Linked DNA regions of Oncorhynchus kisutch: region 2 is linked to region 1. The links are chromatin contacts, called in public Hi-C maps. All regions are on one chromosome and are shown on one strand. The core of a region is the stretch at or near the end of the contact, and the rest is flanking DNA. Distances in the headings are between cores, read along the strand shown. Region 1 holds the start of LOC109865401 (ATP-dependent RNA helicase DHX8). Region 2 holds the start of LOC109865402 (thyroid hormone receptor alpha).

Region 1 (4,438 bases), core at 505-3,004:
ATCTACCAATTAATATCCAGCAATATTGCCCGCGTCTGTCTGTGTGGTGCATGTGTTTGTCTATCACTCTGTGTGTAGCCAGTTGATGTGGGTTGACAGAAATACTTTCCCCAAAGTCTTGTCAATTAACTGTTAATTGCAAAGTCGGCTTACCTGGCAGATGTACACTACAGTTCAAAAGTTTTCGGGTCACTTAGAAATGTCCTTGTTTTTGAAAGAAAAGCACATTTTCTGTCCATTAAAATAACATCAAATTGTTCAGAAATACAGTGTAGACATTGTTAATGTTGTAAATGACTATTGTAGCTGGATATTTTTTTATGGAATATCTACATAGGCGTACAGAGGCCCATTAACGCAACCATCACCCCTGTGTTCCAATGGCAAAATGGTTTTCTAATGATCAATTAGCTTAACAATGTGCCATTGGAACACAGGAGTGACGTTTGCTGATAACGGGCCGCTGTACGCCTATTTAGATATTCCATTAAAAAATCTGCTGTTTCCAGCTACAATAGTAATTTATAACATTAACAATGTCTACACTGAATTTCTGATCAATTTGATGTTATTTCAAATGGACACCATTTTTCTTGGTCTTTCTTTCAAAAACAAGGGCATTTCTAAGGGATCCCAAACTTTTGAAAGGTAGTGTATATAATTTGTATGGCAGAAGTATATCATGAGTAAGCATATTGTTTTATATATATTTCTTGTTATTTGCAAACTTTGCCATGAAATGAGCAGCAGCTGTACAGAACCATCACTAAACCGGCACAGATGGCACATTCCTTACTTGCTAGATGCGCAATTAAAGGGCCAGATGCTCAATTAAAGTGGAATTACACACAATAATCAGACCTAAAACAATATTTAAGCATTGACATGGACTCAGAACATTACATTTTCTTGATTCTCAATTGTACTTTTCAGATTAAAAAATAAATAATTATAGACCCCCTCCTTAGAGTTGTTTATTAACCATTAATTTACCAGATATATTGCCAGACAACTGTGCACTACTTTCTCTTTTACACTAAGGATCAGGGGAGAGAAGAATGTGTCGATTTGAAAACTGGAGAAACTTACTGTGAATTCTGCTCCATTTTTCAGCAGAAGTGATTTGAATCCATCAAATGTTGGTTGCTTTTCAGCAAGGCTGATGACAAACTCAGCTGTAAAACAGCAAAGAAAATAACCACATTAGCCAAGTAACGTTAACTAGTCCTAAACATTTCGAGTGTAGCTTTGATTTGCTCGCTAAGATGGCTACTATTAGCATGTCAGCTAGGGGCAGCGAGAAAGTTCGCATCGTTGTTAGTAACGTTATTAGCTGACTAAAATAAACTCAACTCCACGGTTTACTAGTTAGTTACCTAACTTAGCTACGCTGGTGAGAATCATTAGCTAGTTTAATAGCTAGCTGGTTTACCCGGGAAGATAACAACTGGACAGATGATATCGAGTTGCTGCTAGCTAACGCGTCGCTAGCTGTTAGCCATTGTATTGCCAACTAACAAATATTATATTGAAAGTTCAGTTTTACAAACCTAGATCTTTATCACTTATCCCCAAATGGTTGTCGAGTTCTGTGCACACTTTGGATACCAACGAGAGGTATTCCAGTTGTTCTAGCTCGTTATCGCCGATGTGTGACATTATCCAAGAGACTGTTTTGTATTCAGAAGAAAACAGCAGCATTCATTTTTTTGGTAAGTGTCTCGTCAGCAACACTAAAAAAGTACTTCCGGGTCACTGAAGTTTGTAAATGTGTCAAATAAGAGTCCCCACGTAATAGTATAGCAGTGTCAATAACCTGTATTTATTCATGAAATATGAAAAATACTTCTCTGAAAATTAAAAATTATTCATATTTGCTCATTTTTAAGTGACATTTGATTTAATGTGTTTTAAAACATGTCCCAGGGTCAAATAAATGCCTCCAATGCAAATAACTGTGCATGAAATATAATAATATATTATATTCCCTACAAAACTTTTACATAGCCACCTAGAATATTTTTTGCTCTTTTAGGCTAAATGTATTCCATGATTTGGTGGAGTAAAAAGCCAGCAAAACTCCATTCAGTGCCCCATGAAATGACACCATATATGGATTCTACTGACCCTACCTATAATCGTTTTTTAAAATTATTATAAGCCCATGTGTAAATGCATATACAATGATTTGCATTGTACCACATTGTCCAGGCACCCCACTGCAAGCTGTTAGACCACAGTAAAAGTCCTGCAACACTTCCTATGACATAACTTTTTGTTCAAACTCTTGTATTCTAGGGACTTTAGAGAGTAGACTGGACCCTGGTTTTATGGAGAAAAAAATATATTGTTTTTCCTGTACAGTGCAAGTTGTTTGTGCAATACAACCAAAATACAATTCTCTTTAGTTTACATTTTCCCCCCGTGTAGTTATAGTTTCTTTAACATAATTTTAACATTATGCTCTGTAAAGCTGCAACAAAAATATTGATATTGTATCACATGCATTAGCGTTTTACCGTTTACTTTTATTTTGAAGGCAATATCCGATCACCAGTCTTAGCGTGGATAGCTGGTGCTGCTGCCATGCTGCTATTACTTTTTTTGATGGAGTATGACACCATTTCCGATTCTGCCGGAAATTACTATGTGTGGTGTAGTTCTTCAATTTTGTCGCCTGGTGGTGCTAAAACCATTCCCGAGCTGGACGCTCGTGGAGCATTTAAGCCCTGAACAGCGCCTGACAGGTGACAATGTTTCCAAGGCTGCGTGCCGCCCTCAAGACCAGAACCAATCGAATGAAGGAACGACGAGCCATCAAGCCACGTTCAAACATATCCAGAAAGCTGAAGCATAGAGTAAAACATGTAATATAGCTAGCATCTTTCAAAATTAAGTCAACTTTATACTGATATTACACGGACTGTTTGTTAGCTAGAAGCTCACTTGGCTAGCTAGTCTTGTGAGCTAGCAGTTAGCTAGGTAATCGTGTTAGTTAGCTAGTTATTTTTTGCTGGCTGTGAGCTTGCATAACTGATATGTGCATAATTATAATGGGCACTTCCTGTTTTCTGGGTAATATTTACATGTACAGAACTCCATTCCTGGCAGGCTGATTAGATTAGCTTTCAGCCTCAGAGTTTGAGCAGGCTCAATAGCAGCTTTAGAGGCTGATAAGTCACAATGCTGCCTTGTAGGCTGTTTCATGGGAAAAGCTCCTTGCAGGCATATTAGCCGTTAAAAGTGCCTTATAGGCTGATGCATATGATCCAGTGGGTAAGCTCTATTCCTGAAAGGCTGATCAGATGCAATAGCAGCCTCAGTGACTTATAAATTAGGATGCTGCCTTGTTGGCTGTTTCATGAGCACATTTTTTTCTATCATTCTGAATGGGGTCAACACTGCTACCTGACCTTAATTATAGTCATTCTTCAAATCGGTGATTGGATGTACTACTTCAAATCAAATGTAATTTGTCACATACACATGGTTAGCAGATGTTATTGCGAGTGTAACGAAATGCAGGTGCTTCTAGTTCCAACAGTGCAGCAACATCAACAAGTAATCTAACAATTCCACAACAACTACCTAATACACACAAATCTAAGTAAAGGGGTGGAATAAGATCTGCGCTAAACAAAGAATCAATATGTTTATCTGTCTCTGTGACCGCCAATAACATCACAACGAAGTTGACTACAAATGCAAAGTTGCCAATGTCATTTCAATTGCTAAGCAAGCGAAGGACAAATTAAATGTTAAATGAATGCTTAAAATGGAAACAGAGATAACTGCATTAAAATATAAATAGCCTACAGTATAGGCCACACATACAGTAGGCCTATATAATTAAATATTATTTCATGTTCATTCAATTGAGTTCTATTTTGATAATTGTAGGCTACTGTCTGTTTTTTGTTTTTTTTGCCTCAATACATTTCATGATGTGTAACAACAAGTGTACAATGATGTGCCAAATCTTGATTTAGTGCATTGTTATAGGGTAAGCATTAGAATTAGCCGCCTCAGTATTTGTTTCGAGCTGATCTGTCATCAGTATTGTGGAATAATTCTAATGTTAAGATTTGTATGGAGAAAGCTGATCTGAGAACAGCGTTGCCTTTCTTTCGATCATATCAGTATTGACACATGCCTCAACGACGCACTTAGCAAACTTTCTCTCTGCGTGGTGTTTTGCGAAACGTATGTATTTCATTGGCTGTTGTAGGAAAGATGCATCATTAAAACACTCTTAAACCGAAGTGCCATTGCTATCGGGAAACCGGGCCTTGAGCAGTTTATTTTTAAGTGAACATTCCTGGCAACGGTTTTTGACGATTATTTTTTATTTAAACAAAATACAGACGAGACAACCCTAAAAAATCGTAACACCTCTCTTTCTAGAAGCATGAAATAAATATGTACTAGAATCCTACAG
Region 2 (3,986 bases), core at 1,115-3,614, 180 kb after region 1:
GGTCGAGCGCGAGTAGCAAGCTAATTAGTTTAAATATCAACAGTACTGCCACAGCAGCATAACATTTGATTAACACTTGATTTACATCACCATCAATATTCGGCCTGGTTGGCTGATAGCACTTAATAATTTCCTTAGCTGCGGGAAAGTTGCTGGAGGTGCTGCAGCACCCCTGATAAATGTAAATATATGTGCCAAAGTTCTAGAATTACTGCTGTCTGTTCAGAAAGAAATGACATTTTCAGAATAGCCTACTGTACCAGAGTAGTCCTATAATGTAGCCACAGAGGATCAATAGCTTTTTGTTTTTTATTGCCTAGATGTGGTTGGAAAGCAAAATGGCTCCTGCTGAAGAGAGAAGACTCTAATCTGTCTGCTTTAAGCTACCTTAATATTTAATCAACTTCCAAATAGGCCTATTGAGCAAACATTGTTTTATGTAAAACAAGAGAGAAGTAGGCTTTGGCACGAGCGCATAGCGAGCTGTGCATTATTGGGCAAGTCAGTGAAACTGAAAAGCTTTTTTAGGACTACAATTTTCTTGTCATATTGTACAATATGTGTGTCTCCACACACACCTAGGCCCAGGCTACTGATGGATTCAAGACAAGGTTGTTTTTATTGATCTCAGATTCTCAGATGGTCAGTGTCAAAGTAGCCTGTCATTTCCATCAGTTGTGCCGTATTACAAACGTATCCAGTCATGCACAATGATGTATAATTGCATGAAATCCGTTTATAAAAGGCCACATTTTTCCTGGACCCTAGGCTACTAAAAATGGTCCCCATGTGTGCAAAAACAAAGCCATCAGTGATTGGATCATTTCGAACCAATCAGAGTATCAAAACCAATGACACATTTTCAAAACGCCGCTTTACCCATGTGTGTTCTGGGTCTGGCCCAACCCATCCGTTTCTGGGACCAATCAGACGGTCTAGAATGGATTTGCTCGGGGGGGGGGGGGGGGGGGGGGGGGGGGCATTCCTGCAGAGCCAGGAATGACCACATGCAGGAACGCCCCGAATTGCGGGCTGCAGTTGTACACTATTGACTGATTGAGGAGAAGAAACTTTAATGTCCATGGGCGTGGTGTTGCGTTTGGCCAGAGCATAGAGTTTGGATAGCCAGGCAACATTTAAATGGACATTACTGTATGACAGCGCTAAGAAAACAGACACATTTATTATAATAGAATAGTAAGTAACGTTGTACCAAGCTATTGACATTACACAGGAATTTCCCAAACAAGACTAAATGATATGGCTGTGCATAACTGTCATGTGTTCCATGATATTTCCCAGGCCCATATTGTTGGTATGCCCTATGACTGTCAGAAATCAATATTCATGGAGCTATAGTCCTAGAATGATCCATTTCATTCTGCGGTATCATTTCTGCGGTATCATAGCAAATGTGATATGTCATTTGTACTGTAAACCTTAGAAGTTGGCAGTTAGCCAAACTATTTGCTGCAACTGTGCTACAAACATACCTGCACCAGATTTGAACAATAAGACACTTGCTAAAATAATATTTGAACCTCCTACACACAAAGCCACACAACCTGCACAATAATAGACAGATGCGTGCGTGCGTGCGTGCGTGCGTGCGTGCGTGTGTGTGTGCGTGTGTGTGTGTGTGTGTGTGTGTGTGTGTGTGTGTGTGTGTGTGTGTGTGTGTGTAGTATCATAAATTAATAAATACAAGTTAGGCCCCTCAGTTGATTATGTGAACACATTGCACACGGACTATCTGCATCGACAACTACATCAGACAATAAATTAAATAAACACTACAACAGTACAACAGTAATTGCGGCGAATTATATTTTAGCACGCAAACTGTAGGAGGCCAAGGTGAAGCTATACTGTAGCCTACATAACGCATAACGCTGCTGATCTGTCAAACCATGCAGCTACTGGGGCTAGCTTGGACAGAAAAATACGCACAAATGCGACATGCAAGGTGGGTAGAACACGTTTGAAAGTAAATATGTGCCAATGAGACTCACCGTCAGGTTCTTCTACTGTTTTGGACGGGAATACGGTTGTTTTGAGACTGAAACGAGGATGAAAAAGTCAAAGCCTCTCCGTATAAAGCGCAAGTGGAGTGGTAGGGTATGCAACTGCACGGTACCGGGCTTTTCTATTTAAAAAAATTCCTCTGCAAAGCGCCGCTTGCCGTCAAAACGTCTCGTGCGGTTCCTAATTTGCACTTAAACAAAGTCACAAGGTGCTCGTTATTTGGGATTTCCCATGAGGTGTGTGTAAAAAGGTGCTCCAGTAACGTTTCGGTAGGCTGCCACGACAGGGAAATGGAATCAAGAGATATACTATTGCTCCTCCCTCCGCATATGTACAGTATGGGGCGCACACTGCTCTGGGCCAATGCAATGCTCTGGGCCCGCATAAAACAATTTAATAAAACTAGCTATCTACCGCTCTCTACAGGACTACCACTCTCTACAGGACTAACACTGTAAAGTACAAACACATCTACCTCTGATTCTAAAAACGTATTTAAAAGTAGCAATATTCGCTTTGAATGTGAGACCATGAGAATGAATGTAACCTAGTGTGGAGATGTTGAGCATCCCCTGGCATTCACACTGATACAAGTCTGGCGTGGTGCGTTATTCTCGTCCTCATATAGGCTAGGTTCACCGAGGACGCGGTCCAGCTCCTCCCTTCACAAAGAAGAATGAAAGACCTCAAGTACCTGACTTGCCTTACCCGATGGGAGATGAGGTTAGGTGAGGACCATGAGCTTTTCTCAATAAGACAAAACCATTTTCAATCAAACTATTAAATACCCTAAAATATATTACACCTATGAGATGAAAATATGAGGCTATTAATAAAATATAACAATTATTATCACATGCCATGCTTATTGTCTGCTTATAATGATACACCTTGAAGGTATTCTATAGTCTACAGCAGTTTTGTATGGACCCTGAAAACCTACGCATCTGACTGACAATATTTTGGACCGAACGCTGAGGGAGGACTTGGAGACAGGGCTCAACACTTGGGCAATGTTAAATACTCTACAGATAGCAGATGGGAAATTGTTATTAATAATGTGAGAAAGCCTGTCTGCAAAGCAGAAGTTTGGGTCGTATCCAAGAGCAATATGGGAGTGGATTGCATTTTCTGTCATATTGTATCAGTAGGAAGAGCTCCACATGTTACTGCCTAGAGACAACAAACTGGCTAGCTTATATAAGGATTTGATTTAATAACTTCCAAAATATGTATTTTACCATGACCCCAATGATGATGATTCCAAACCTGCCCATTGCTTTATATTAATGTGACGTGCTAAAACATGACGACTTTTGCTTCCATTCGGCCTAAATAATCCCCCTCTTTTTCCCATTAAACAGAGCACTATAACATTTATATCATGACTGACAGATATTTCCATAAATAGCATATGGATCCTTTCCTAGGTGGTAAGAGCTCATATATAAGAATTATGCTATTTCTGCTGTTAGAGAGAACTCACACATTAAATGGCACAGGGTTTGAGAAATCATGAGGCATGATGATATATGCTTCCAAGGCATCAACGATGATTCAGAAAAATTCCGTCTATTTCACCCATTTCCATCTCATCTAAGAGCTGCATGGACATGGCTGAGCAGAATGTATGCTTACTGGCTCGGTTCAGTCAAACATCAGTCACATCATCTAATCTTCCAGACAAATATGTTTAGAGAAAAGCACACTATCAGGTGTATTAGGATATGTTTTCAGAACATTTAATGCTAGCACTTGTGACATGTACATTGGATGGAATCAACTATCGATTGAAATCACCCGTGTGAGGGAATAAAGATGGATCCTTCGTTGCTAAACCCTTGTCAACATGGTGTGTGCCTGACTGATGTACAGCAGATGGGATCTGGGAGGTTTGATATGGGGAGTTGCTGTCTTTGATGGCAGCACCCTACACATTTCCGTTTGATCACACTGAGCAA

Evidence for each region. Hi-C and Micro-C count contacts between places; a contact is called where the count stands out from the background.
Region 2: a contact with region 1 is called in a Hi-C map of muscle, with 6 times the contacts expected there. The contact joins the promoter of LOC109865402 here to the promoter of LOC109865401 in region 1. A contact is called at or near these places in 2 of 2 Hi-C or Micro-C datasets (liver and muscle).

Annotation. Positions count from the first base shown.
Region 1 is chrLG20:18,610,290-18,614,727 of Okis_V2, forward strand. It overlaps LOC109865401 (ATP-dependent RNA helicase DHX8), which reads right to left and starts at 1,755. Exons shown (of 22, transcript XM_020453543.2): 1 at 1,551-1,755; 2 at 1,090-1,175. The coding sequence starts at 1,701.
Region 2 is chrLG20:18,793,796-18,797,781 of Okis_V2, forward strand. LOC109865402 (thyroid hormone receptor alpha) reads right to left here and starts at 2,365. Exons shown (of 12, transcript XM_020453544.2): 1 at 2,013-2,365.